Linked DNA regions of Hordeum vulgare: region 1 is linked to region 2. Evidence: chromatin contacts called from public Hi-C data. All regions are on one chromosome and are shown on one strand. Each heading gives the region's core, a stretch centred on a gene start, on an enhancer-like site or on the middle of the called end of the contact. The rest is flanking DNA. Distances are from core to core; before and after follow the strand shown.

Region 1 (6,611 bases), core at 1,362-3,861, 240 kb after region 2:
TGTTGCATTTCTTCAGTCAGATCTTTTTTACTTTAGTAATCCAGATTCAGTTAAGGAAATTCAGCTCATGGTCCAGAGGAGAAACAGGAAAAAAAAACCTTCCTAAGAAAGGATTGTTTAGGGCCAAAGTGTAATGTGACCCAAGATATCTTCAATTAAACTAAAACCGGTGCAACAAATAACAATGAAACTACTGAGTGGAAATCTACAACACATGCACGTCCTACCAGTATGTGGAGAAGAGCATTATTGAAAGCTACAACACATTCATGCCCACGATACCTAAAATGAAGTTCAGTTACAACGCCCACTTAGCATGCCAGCATCTTGACATGGAAGGCGCTCAAGTTGCCATTTCAACAAGTTCAGTGCAAAATACTTCAAATTTGAACTAAAACCATGACATTTATTTTGGAACAGGGGGAGTAGTAGAGGGAGGCAGAAACTTACTACCCGACCACCACCAAATGGTTACACTGAAGAAAACTGTCACATGATACAAACTGATCACCAAGACGGGCGCCGCCAGATTTCGACAGATAAATCCCATCCCTACCTTTCTTTCAAATCAGACGAAACTAGACTGGCTGTAGATGAACACAAGATAAAAAAATATGCCTGAGAGCTAGTCCAGCCAGACCGGTCAGAGATCCTTCACGATTTCAATGCCCATGGACTTGGCCGTGCCGATGATGGACTTGCACAGGGCCTCGAGGGACATGTGCTTGCAGAACGGGTCGGACTGCTTCAGCTTTGCGATCTCATAGACATGGCGGAGCGAGAGGGACGTCACCATGTTGTGGCCCGGACGGCTGCTCGCGCTCTCGATGCCCGCCGCTTTCTTGAGGAACCATGAGACCGATGGCGACTTGACCACAAACTCGAAGGTGCTGTCCTTGTAGGCGGTCAGCGTGACTTGCATCGGAGTCTCTGCCTTGTACTTCTGCGTCCTGGCGTTGAAATCCTTGCAGAATGCCATCAGATTGAGCCTGTAGAAACCCAGAGCTGGTCCGACAGGTGGTGCCGGGCGGGCTGCTCCAGCAGGAACCAGGAGGCGGATTGTTGCTAGAATAGGTTTCCGTGTTGCCACATCTTTAAGTGTTGCCATGTTGCTCCTTTAGCAGATCTGCGGTAAAAACTGGCATCAATCAATATGGCATGTTTACAAAGAAACTACTCATAACAAATTATCAGTAGCTAGTGGGACATAATAAGTAACCAAAATGAAGATCCACTCAAAAGAGTAATTTAAGTGAAGAACAAACAAGGATTTCTGAAACAAAATGTTTTTGTCAAAACAAAAAGGTTTCTGAAGTAAACTCCAACTGTTCTTAGTCCGCCTTCTTAGAAACTTACTTGAAAAAGGTGTACGATTTCCCACAAAGAAACTATGTGACCAACAATGGATGAACAACCATGCAATTGCTTGCAAGAATGCCCCCAAAGAGACTGTTTTGGCTATGTGACCAACAATGGATGAACAACCATGCAATTGCTTGCAAGAATGTCCCCAAAGAGACTGTTTTGGTAAAGAGGGTCCTTCAGCAAAAGCATGGTATGCAAGGCATAAAATGCAGACTCCTTAGTTACTTGCCTCCAAACATTATTCTGAACTAAAACACCACTTACCAAACATACCATAAGTCTAAGATAGGCTAATAACCATAATTGTATGTCTAAGTGACAAATTCAGACCTCATCAGTTACTTGCCTCCAATCACTACTCTGAACTGAAAACGCCATGTAACAGACATACCATAAGGCTAAGATAAGCTAAATACACAATACTTCTATTCCCTTCAGCATAGCCATAGGAACATAGCACAACATCTCCCACTTGGGAAATTCAAACTACGCCACAACCGTTAATGTACGAACTTTAACAAAGCAGGTACAGAACAAAGTTCTTCCTAGAAATGTAATGCTTCAACCATGTTTCAGCCAAACCTCGTGGTGCAATGGTATCTAAATAATCAAGATTTTTACATTCACATTAAACAACAACTATCTGCAGGGCATTTTCCAGTAAATTGAGATAAAAGAGAAGGCTCTGGCTCTTTAAACCCAAAATGACCAAAGAGACTGTTATTGACGGTGTTTGGTCAACAAAGGCATGCATCTAAGTGACAAATTCGGAGTTCATATGTTCCACGCCTTCAATCATCACTCTTGAACTGAAACGACACGTTCTGAACATAAATAAGGCAAAATTATGCCTAGTACGTACAAAATAGTTGCATCTAAGTGACAAATTCGAGTCTGCCGCCAAGAAGGAGCACTCTCTGCGGCAGGAGTTCCAGTACGGGGTTCCTTTAGATCTAAACACGCAAATCTACGCAGACCCCATGGACATGAAGGGGATACCAAAACGGCGGCGTTCTTGGCAGCCGCGGGCGCTCGGCTAGAGTTTTTCACGGGACGAGAACCTGAGGTCAGATCCCGTTGTGACGGAGCAAAACTGACCTGCGTGTACGTCGTCCGGTCGCGCGCCGCCGTAGCTGCCGCCGGCCAGCCGCCTTCCGCACGGGGAGCAGAGCACGGACGGAGGTTGGAGAATGGCTGCGGCTGGGCTAAAACCCTAAATCGGCCTTCCGTCGTCACATTATGCAGACCCAACAAGGGGAAGGAGGACCGGGATGGGCTGGGGAATGTACACAGGGGAAGCGAGCCCAGCAGAGCAGGGTGGGCCGGCCTTGCCTAGTCGAACGAAGAGATGTGGATATTACTTTCTCTATCTTTTATCTTTTTACAGTTTTGATTGACTGAGACTTCGTTATGTTTCAATGGATGCTATAATCCTTCGGTCTTTCATGAAAGGTTTATAAAAAAAATATGTATGTTTTATCACTTGATTGAGATTTGGTTAAGTCTCAGGCATGTGAGACCTAGCCACACCCATCTTTGAAGATTTCAACACTCCTTATTAGACAGTAATCAAAGTAGCATCGCTTATAAGCATGTGGTCTCAACAAAAAGTACCAGCTCATACAAATCTAGCAATTCAAACCAATTCACGCTCTACTGAATTTCCTTCTCAATGGCAGTGCTCATACCAAACTTGAGAAAAACTCTCGAGCTATGTGATAACAATCCTCAAATATTGCAGATGCTGCCTTAAAGAAGTTGCCAACTTTCTTGAAATAACCTTCTATATATTAGAATTTATGATCAATCTTGTGCATCAGAAGGACTGAGCCAGATTCAACCCAAAGCAAAGAGCCGTTATGTCGTTTCCTGCTATTAAGAACTTGCCTAAGCTGTCAAGTAGAACCGCATGCACCGTACCTTGGAGTATATCCGGATCATGAGCAGTGTCTACGCCGAGCATAAAAAAATTCTGCTACCCCATTTAAAAAAAACTGCTCCGAAATACAGGTTTTTTCAGGGACGCAGCTATTCTCAACTAGAGCTGAAATGAACCCGTATGAATAGTTAAATCCTAAAAGTAAAAAAAAAATTGCACAAAAATCTGAATATTTTTGCATGAATCATTGAAAAAAATAAGCATCTTCAACAGACGCGCCAAATCAAATGTACGTTCCCTGGGTGCGGAAAAAAGTGTCGAGCAAAAAAAAGGGCGCGCGTGCGCGGGAAAAAGCCGGGGTGGGGGGGATGGGCAGTAATTTTGCCGCGTGCGGACGCGCGCTATAAATTCAGCGCCCCTTCACTGTTTTGCCTCGTTACGCGCCTTCTTTCTGCTCTTCCTCGCCACGCGCCCTCTCCGTCGCTCTTCTTTCTCGCCTCGCCGCCGCCAGGGAAGCTCGGGCTACCGCGGCGTCCGCGCGCGCCCCTCCAGCACCTTCTATGTCGAGATCCGCTTCGGCGAGATGCGCCTCGTGGGGAGATGAACTTCCCCGAGGTGATGATGTTAGAGTGGGCGCAACGGCTAGCGCCTCCCCCACGGCTTGTCACCGAAGAGGACCGTCGCCAGAACCATAGGCAGGAGCACTGCCTCAGCATCGCTGAGATGGACGAGAAGGCAATGGCGGTGCGGAGCCAATAGTTCCCGCGGGACTTCTTCGACGAGCGTGAATTGTTCACGCAAAGGAGGAGAGGAGCACGAAGCGAGCCGCCTATCACGAGGACATGCGTATGCAGAAGCAGGCCGCGCTCTTTAACATCGAGCTTAAAGAAACATCGACCTAGGACCCCAACGATGAACGGTGGGCTGACGCATCACGACGGAGGAGTCGGAGGAGGACACCAGCGAGTCGGATGAAGACGTCGAGGAGTAGTTTTTATCTTTTTTATCTATGGACTATGTTTTTATCTTTTTTATCTATGGACTATGTTTTTATCTATGAACTAACGATGATGAGTAGTTTCTATATATGAACTATGGTTGAAATATGAGCGGCGCGCTGTATTTTTAGTGCGCCCGCTAAAGCGCTACAACGACGCGCTAAAATTTGCAGCTTCCAATGCATCACCTGCCTACTTGGACAAAAAACATTACACACGCTGTATTTTCTTGTATGGGCAGTGCCTCTGCGTATGTTGAAGATGCTCTTAGGCCCTCTTAAAGTATCACTGTTCTACCCATGCAAGTCCACATGCACAACACGCGTGTGTATAAAGTAAAGATAAACTAAAATCTTAATACTAAAAAGTGCAGTTGTACTATTTGGCTTAAACAAGTGCACCCTCACGTGGAAGTGTGCATAAGTCCTTACACTTTATTTTGTTTTGTTTTTTAAAAATATTATAACTTTTGAACCGAGTCTCAGAACGACGATCCATTTTTCACGGTTGTGTTTCACACGACGGGCACGGTTCAAAAGTTATAGTATTTCAAAAAAAATAAAACAGAATAAAGTGAAAATGACCTGTTGTAAGTACAGCTGCATTTTTTAGTATTTGAGTTAAAATATTAATATTTTATGAAAATTTGTAGTAGAAACGAATGGGTGAGCAAATGATGAGATTGAGCTAATTTTACAACACACTCTCAATCCTATTCCGGGGGTTGCCTTCCTCCCCCGGCTACTTCCATCAAAACCATGCCCGTCCCTCCAAAAATAGGCCAGGTCCTTCGCAGCCACTACACCTCCCTCCACGAGCGCATGCACGCAGGGGGGCTCGTCGGGGAAGGGCGCGTCGGAGCCGAGCTAAGCTAGTCAGCGGCAACAAGCGCCGTCCAAGTACGGCGGTCGACTACCGCCGAGGCCGAGGCCGACGCTAGGAAGATGGCCAGATTCTCGCTGTGCTCCGGGAACGTCGACCGGCTAGTGTGGACGCCGGTCCCTGGCATCGCCGTGGACACGCTGTTCCTCCTCGTCATCCAGGCGCTCGCCGTCATCCTCGTCTCCAACCTCTTCCACTCCTTGCTCCGGCGCTACAACCAGCCCAATGCCATCTCCCAGATCCTCGTAAGATGAATCCTCACATTATATTTCTGTGGGTGCATATGCGTGGTCGAGGAAATCGGCCGTGGGCGGTGCAGGGTTAATTAACTGGCGTCGGCATGTATGTATCGCGCGTTGCAGGCCGGCATGGTGGTGGGCGGCATGGGGCTCCGCAACGCCATCGTGCACGTGGACGTGGACAACGTGGAGGACATGTACAACGGGTACGTGGCGACGGCGCGCATCCTCTACATGTTCCTCGTCGGCCTTGAGACGGACATCGCCGCGCTGCGGAGCACGGCCAAGCGCTGCGTCGCCTTCATGTACGCCACCGTGGCCGCGAGCCTCCTCCTCGCCGCCATCGTGTCCAGTGGGATGTACGGCAGCATGATGCACTCCCCGGTGAGGACGCCCGAGATGCTGGCCGCCACGCTCATGGTGGCGCTGACCAACACGTCGTCCGTCTCCGTCGCGCGGATCGCCAGCGACCTCAAGCTCACGGTGACCGAGAACGGGCGGCTCCTGGTCACCGCGGCCATCGGCACTAACATCATCTGCGTCATCGGCGACGGCGTCCTACGGTCCACGAGGATGGCCAGGGAGAAGAGTCAGGACTTCTCCCAAGGCTTCGTCGCGCTCATCGGGGCGGTGCTGGCGGTGTGGCTGGTGCGCCCTGCCGTGACGCGCGTGAACCAGCGCAACGTCGGGCAGCACCACGTGAGGACACGCGACCTGGGGTTCATGCTCGTTGCCATCTGGTTGGTCGGAAACTTCCCGCAGAAGCTCGGCTTCGACGGGCTACCCACGAGCTTCGCTCTGGGGCTGGCGTTCCCGAGGGAAGGCCCCGCGGCACGGTCCGTCGCCGACGCCCTCGTGCCGCCCGTCAACGGGTTGCTGGTCCCCTTCTACTTCGCCACCATTGGGATGCGGATGAACTTCAACACCATGTCTGGCGCCATCATCCTGCCCGGCGTGGTCATGATGCTGCTCGGCCTCGTCGGCAAGGCCATCGGCGCCGCCGTGGCCTCGGCGTACCTCAACATCCCGCTCTGTGACGCCCTCCGCTTCAGCGTGCTGCTCAACGTCAAGGGTCACGTCGACACCATGAACATGCAGTTCGCCAAATCTGAAGGGGTAGTCCCATCATGAGTATTGTATTTATACTCACCGATCGAAGGAGAAATCCCCGGGCATGCATGCATGGTGGGTTGATGATGGATGGTTTTAACTGGTGCATGCAGGTGTGGGCGGAGCAAGCACTGTACG
Region 2 (6,559 bases), core at 3,003-5,502:
CTAGTGGAACTTGAGACTTTTTCCAGTATATTTATCCAGGAAGAAGGACCTCATGGACCTAAGTGGCTACTTCCTAATTCTCTCCTTTTGTGTAAAGATTCTATTGATTCCCAGCCAAGGAAGTGACCTGCTTAACAGAGCCAATAATAAAGGGAGGGAGGGAGTCGGTGGACCAAGAATCGAACCACTTATCTCTCTATTGAGAGCTAACTCCACTAACCACGACGTCACAGCATTCGCGGGTGTCTACTAATCTCCTTTTCGGCATTTATACTTAAAAAGGGATATCTACATTTTTATACTTAACTCGCTAGTGGAATTAACTTCGCGAAAGGTGCCTCTCAAAAATTGGAAAAAATATGTTTTTTATTTTTTTCATGAGAGGCACGGTTTTGCCCTTGTAAGAAAAAAATATTTTTTGCTAGAGGCACGGTCGTACTTCCACGAGAGGCACGACCATGCCTCTCAGAGAGGAAAAAGAACGCGAATAAAACTTGTTCTTTTTTCCCTATCGCGAGAGGCACTGTTTTTTTGGTTTGGTTTTTTCACGAAAAGAAGTTTGTTAAAACATATCAACATGCGATCTAGTTTTGATTATCTCGACGCAAAAAATACAACGGTGCAAATGGTTCAAAATTTGAATGCACGATTTAGAAGATAAAACATTTTGAAAATATAAATCTAAAAAAAAGGAAACTTTCGGGTTGTGACAACTGACACGCATGCAGTGCGCCACTGGACGTAACCTGGAAAGATGCGAATGATCCTTAAAAGGTGTACTCTTCATTTTTGTGATTTAGTGTTTTCCGGTGCTTGAAAACCCTTGCAACTACTTTCTTCGTTCCTAAATATAAGATCTTTTAGAGATTTTATTAAAAGACTACATACTAAGCAAAATGAGTGAATCTACATTCTAAAATATATCTATATATATCCGTATATAGTTTATAATGTAATATCTAAAAGGTCTTATATTTAGGAATGGAGAAAGTAGAATCAAAACAGGCTCTACGATTTAGTCCACTACAATCCTTACTGGGCCCACAACAGCAGCCCATTCTTATTCTCCTTCATATTCTCGAGCACCACAAGCCGTTCAGCCCGCTCCAAACAGGCCGTAAGCACCACCGGGCCACTCACGCTAAGCAATAGAGCATCGTGGACTGAAGGGTAGGCGACTCCACTCGAAAAGAAAAAAAAGGAATGGTAGGCGACAACACCGACAGTATACACATCTCGGCTGGCATGCATACGCCTACCAAGAGGAAACAAATTTTGCATTCAAACACATCTTGTGATCGGGCCATGCGACTCTGACGATCCCAACCCTTATCCCTACTACACATTGGCTCCATCCAGCGGCAGGTTCCGAGGTCGGCAGTGTGGACGAGCAGTAAAAGTCAGCAGCACTGAACAACAAAAACTAAGTGAAAGCCCTGCTCTAGAAGATACTACTCCCTCTGTTCCTAAATATAAGGCATTTTTAGAGATTTCAACATAAACTAGATACGGAGCAGAATGAATGAACCTACACTCCACTCGAAAATATGTCTATATAAATGCGTATATAGTTCACATTGAAATCTTCAAAATGGGTTATATTTAAAGAACGGAGGGAGTAGTAGTTTAGAAACGTTACCATGGAAACTATCCAACCAGGTCAGATTCTAAATCTGCGGCTAGCTGCAAACACTTATCAGATCACACAGGAGACTAATCTAAGATTACTTTCTGCATAGAAGGACTACATGTAGTTTCCTCTCAGGAAAACAAGAGAATCAATCAATGTACTCCTAGAACCCTACCTAAATTAAGCAACCAAGAGAGGGTGGTAATAGTGCAGCCCAAAGACAAAAAACCATCTTGAATTCCAACCGATTCACATGAGCCCCAGCCAGCCAGCCAGCCCCAAAGGAAAGAACAGTTTCTTTTTCTGAACTTGCCTCCTCTCCTTTACCCCTCTCTCTCATCTCTCATCTCTCATCGTGCATGCGATGTGGGTATGGCACCCCTCACACCACATGGCCAGAGAGAGGAACAAGAGCCAAAAAACAGTCCCCTCTGTATCCCACTCACCACCGTCCAACGCCCCTATCGAAAATGCACACCATGCCCCAATGCTTTCCCTTGTCCAGTTGCTACCTCCTCCTCCCTCCATGCCTCCAGGTCAGTAATCTGCAAGCAAGCACACAAATTGTTCAGGATAATATATATGCAGGAGATTTAGATTTTGGAGCAATGGTTGGTTGCTGCAAACTCAACACTGGCAAAATGAACAGTGTCGACTCACCGTCCTTCTTCTTGACCAGGCTTCGGGCGAAGAGCAGGCAGATGACCAGGAAACCCAGGGCCAAGGCTCCACCCAGCACGATGGCCACAGTCTTGGCCGTCTGCTGCCCTGAGATGGATGCACAAGGAGGAGAATGAATGGCCAAAGTTCACAGATCAAAATAAAAATCAAACTAGGGATGATGATACCACGTCTAATCATGGGTACAATCATACAATGCCTATCTCCAGTAAATCCAGAAAAGAAAAGGTCCTGGCATCAAACAATGTACGAGTACTACTGCTACTAGGTGCTAGTGGAAAACAGCTTTTCTCAAAGACCGAGCAGACAGATGCATAAAGAACTCGCTAATCTAGGCACCTGCTGCCATACGCTACTTCTAAGCTCAGAAACGAAGTAGTATAATGGAGTTATCAGTGATGATGGACTAAACAGTGCAAAAAACAAGCATAATTGACAAAAGAAAGCTGGAACAAGATCAGTTGAACGCTGTCCCTCAAATCTTAAGCTGACCAACCAAGAAAGAAACAAGATCATGCCACTGTCTGCATCAGAGTTCCACTTTGACATCGGGAAGATACGCTCATAAATCATAACTCCTACCTACCAAACACTGGACCATCCAATGCTTGTTTGTAATCCAAATGGTTAGCACCTGAGAGGGCACTAATCCATATTTAATAGTACTACAAATTCGTCCAGACGAGTGGCCAAAATCCACCAAACCAAGGAACACAAGGCGCTCCCTCAATCAATCCCCATCAATCGATTCCAAACCAGAGAATCATGCCAGGATCTCACCTACACATGTACTACAAACAAATCCACCGACAGCAGTTCACATGCTTAAACTAGCCAGTACTAGCAAGAATCATGAAGCAAGCTACACAATCCTACCACATTTTGCCCAAAGTGCTGAACACATGCAATCTAATATTCGCTATTCAGATTTCAGATTGGATCACTGCAGAATGAAGCGAATCAATATTCTAAGTGTGGTTGGAATGGAATGAAATGCGCCGGCAGAAATTAAATGGAAGCCAGGAGGAAAGGAAAGGAAAGGAAAGGTAGTATAGAAGTACCTCCGAGGCCGCCGCCGCCGCCACGGGGCACGCCGTGGGGGTAGTAGCTGTAGGTAATGTAGCACTTGTCGAGGTAGACCTGGCCGGAGGGGGCGCCGCCGCACTCGACGGCGACGCGCTGCACGGCCTGGGTGACGCAGTTGCTGCAGTCGACGTTGGAGAGGTCGCCCTCGCACTGCGCCAGCGCGTAGACCTGCTGGAAGCTGGTGGCGAAGAAGCCCCCCGCGCTGGTGCCCGCGCCCCCCTCGAGCTGGCTGAAGGCGGTGCCGCGGCGCGTCTCGAAGTCCGGGGCGCCGCCGTCGCCGCCAGCGCCGGAGCCGCAGGTCTTGAAGAGCATCTGGACGCCGGAGACCTGGGGGAAGCCGGAGATCTCGTAGAGCGCGAGGCAGCCGTTGAGCTGGACCCGCGCGGCGACGGCGGCGCCGCAGAGGTCGCGCCAGGAGGACATGGCCCGGGCGACGCAGGAGGAGCAGTCCGGGCCGGACAGGTCGCCGCGGCACTGGAAGAGGCCGAAGACGGAGGCGGAGGCCGAGGAGGCGGAGGCCGAGGAGGTCTTGTAGAACTTGGCGGAGGCCGACTGCGCGGCAAGCGCCGAGGAGAGCGCCGCGACGGTGGGCGGCGGGCTTCCCCCCGGGAACGTCTGGTTGGCGCAGCCCTTGTAGACGACGGCGTACAGGTCGGCGCACGACGCCGGGCGCGGCGCCGTGGAGAGGATGAGGGCGAGCACGGCGGCGGCGGCGAGGAGGAGGCCGCCGGCGCCCATCTGGCCGGGGGTCTGTGTGGTTGCCCTCGGTGTTGCGCCGGAAGCAGAGCTCACTCCACCACCCCCTGTTTTGGCGCTGGTCTGGCGGTGGTGGTGGTGTGTATGCGCTTGCGAGTTGCGGCCTGCTGCTGGTTGCTTCGCTTCGTTCTCTTTCTCTCTCGCTCTCCGCGTGTCAGGTCAGGTGGCTCCACACTTGTTTTGTGTGTGATTTATTTGGGAGGGGGCGTCCGTTTCAGCTGACGATGGTAATGCCGCGCAGTTAATGGGGTGGCAGAGAAAAGCACGCGTTTTTTTTTTTTTTTGGAACGGGGAGAAAAGCACGCAGTTTGGGTGAGCAGTGCTGCGCAAATCTGTTGGTTTGCTGTTGCGTTGCGTGCACAGGCCATGGACCGGATAACTTCTTGGCTCTACTAGTACGGCTCAAAGCTTGCAACGGCAGGAGGGAAACACGGAGGAGGGGACGCGAAACTGCTCTTTCGATTGGATAGGTATATGAACCATTTCTTTACTCTGACTCCATCGTCCGACCCCATCCTGTCTGTGGTCCCGTCCGTTCGAGGTAAAAAGGACAAACCTTTCGGCCCATCGCGGGACGGTCCGGATCCATCGTGTCTGTTTTATGTACGTAACGATCCATTTTCGAACGCATACATGCTCCCCAACGCTCGTACCGTGGAGCGACGTCCACCTCCCCAACGTCTGACACATCTCCGTCGACCGGGTCCCGATTCCGCCGGTGCCGACGAGCGGTCGTGCGCGCCGAGCGAGATCGAGCGCCGCCCCGCCTCCTTCCCGATGACATGTACTACGACAACAGCTACGCCGTCGACTTCACCCTGTGGGACACATGGCTCAGGAACGAGCACGACGTGCAGCGCGCCTCCTACTTCGCCGGCACGGTGTCGGGGTCGCGGCGGCCACGGGAGGTGCGCAGGCGTACACGGGTGCGCGGCCTCATGCCCACGTCGTCGCCTTCCCCATCTCCGTCACCACCTCCACCTCCTCGCATGACAGCGCAGGAGGAGGCCTGGCTCATGCAGCGTGTCATGGAGGACTTCATGATGACGCATGATGAACGCCAATGGCCGGGCCTAGAGGACGCGATGGCCCTCTCTGTGTCCGGCGACGTCGTCATCCACGAGCTGGTGAAGGAGGAGGAGGTGATGGAGGACGCCCCGGTGGTCGCGTTCCCTCCGGATCTAGTGGGCCAACAATGAAGCTGGTCGTGCACGGAGCCGGAGATGGCGCACGCAGTGGGGGCGTGAACTGGTGCCCCACGCCACCGCGGTCACCGGAGCGGGATGTCTCGCCACAGGAGGAGGTGTTGCACGCACCTGCCAGCTTCCAGCCCGCCCCCGCGCACCACGGACCCCGGCACATCCCTGGACGCCACTGGCCTACGTCGACCTCGTTAGCGACGGCGACGACGACGACACCGACGACCAGTGAAGACGTCAACGGTTACGGCATCAACGGGCTTTTTTTATGTTAATTATGTTAAACTGGGTTGTTTTTGTGGCCGTGAAAACTGGGCCGTTTTTTTATGTTAATGTTATGTTTTAAGTTTTTTTAAGTGCGTTTATTTACTTTTTAGTTAAGTTTTTCTATTTTTTAATCAAGTCCAACACGGACATGGTTTGGGATGCGGCCGCGTGGTGGGCACATGCACGACCCAACAGACAAAAGCGGACATGGACGAACCTATTGTTGTCTCAAACGAACAAAATCCGGTCAAACCGGACATCCGTTTCGGATCGTGCGGTGGATTTGGCCTAAGTCTCCCCTAATAATAAAGCGCGCAACGCTTTTGTTGTCCGTCGTCGGTCATTTTGCAGAAAAGTCCTCGCAGTTTTATATAATTAACTCGCAGTCCAATTTTAAGTCACAACGACCCGTTTTTGTCATTTTGCAGAAACACCCTCACAGTTTTAGATAATCAACCCGCAGTCCATCTTTTAGTCATAGCCGAATCGTTTTTTGCATTTTTTAGAAAACTTTCTAATGTTTCACGTATTCAACCCGTCCTCCCTATGTAAGTCAGCCGAAACGTTTTTTTCCGTTTTAAAAAAACTGACTTTTCAGTTAATCTATCCATATTTTATCTAAAACAAAATTATCCATATCTTTTAAACCGTAACTCTGATTTTAACATGTTATATATGAAATTTGATTGAAAAAATGTGTAGAATCTAAATAGAATGTTATTTTTAACTCTTGAATACTTCTTATATATTATTTTTGATGCAAATTTAATCTGTAGTGCACGTTCCTTTTTTTTCTCTTTCCGGCGATCAAACGAATTGCAATAAACATCCATTAAATTAAAACCAAATTGAGAGGAAAGAAAACATCGTTAACCACACATGCACACCTTTGTAAAATCTCGTAGGGAGAAACAACATATTTTTCATCTTATTCCGACTG

The links. Hi-C and Micro-C count contacts between places; a contact is called where the count stands out from the background.
Region 1: a contact with region 2 is called in a Hi-C map of seedling, with 3 times the contacts expected there. The contact joins the promoter of LOC123449857 here to the promoter of LOC123449855 in region 2. A contact is called at or near these places in 2 of 6 Hi-C or Micro-C datasets (leaf and seedling).

What each region holds. Positions count from the first base shown.
Region 1 is chr4H:593,091,721-593,098,331 of MorexV3_pseudomolecules_assembly, forward strand. LOC123449857 (54S ribosomal protein L19, mitochondrial-like) reads right to left here and starts at 2,612. Exons shown (of 2, transcript XM_045127209.1): 1 at 2,464-2,612; 2 at 247-1,126. The coding sequence starts at 1,108. The coding sequence ends at 644. It also overlaps the pseudogene LOC123450865.
Region 2 is chr4H:592,845,150-592,851,708 of MorexV3_pseudomolecules_assembly, forward strand. It overlaps LOC123449855 (plasmodesmata-located protein 3-like), which reads right to left and starts at 4,253. Exons shown (of 3, transcript XM_045127206.1): 1 at 3,373-4,253; 2 at 2,291-2,398; 3 at 1,702-2,175. The coding sequence starts at 4,135. The coding sequence ends at 2,168.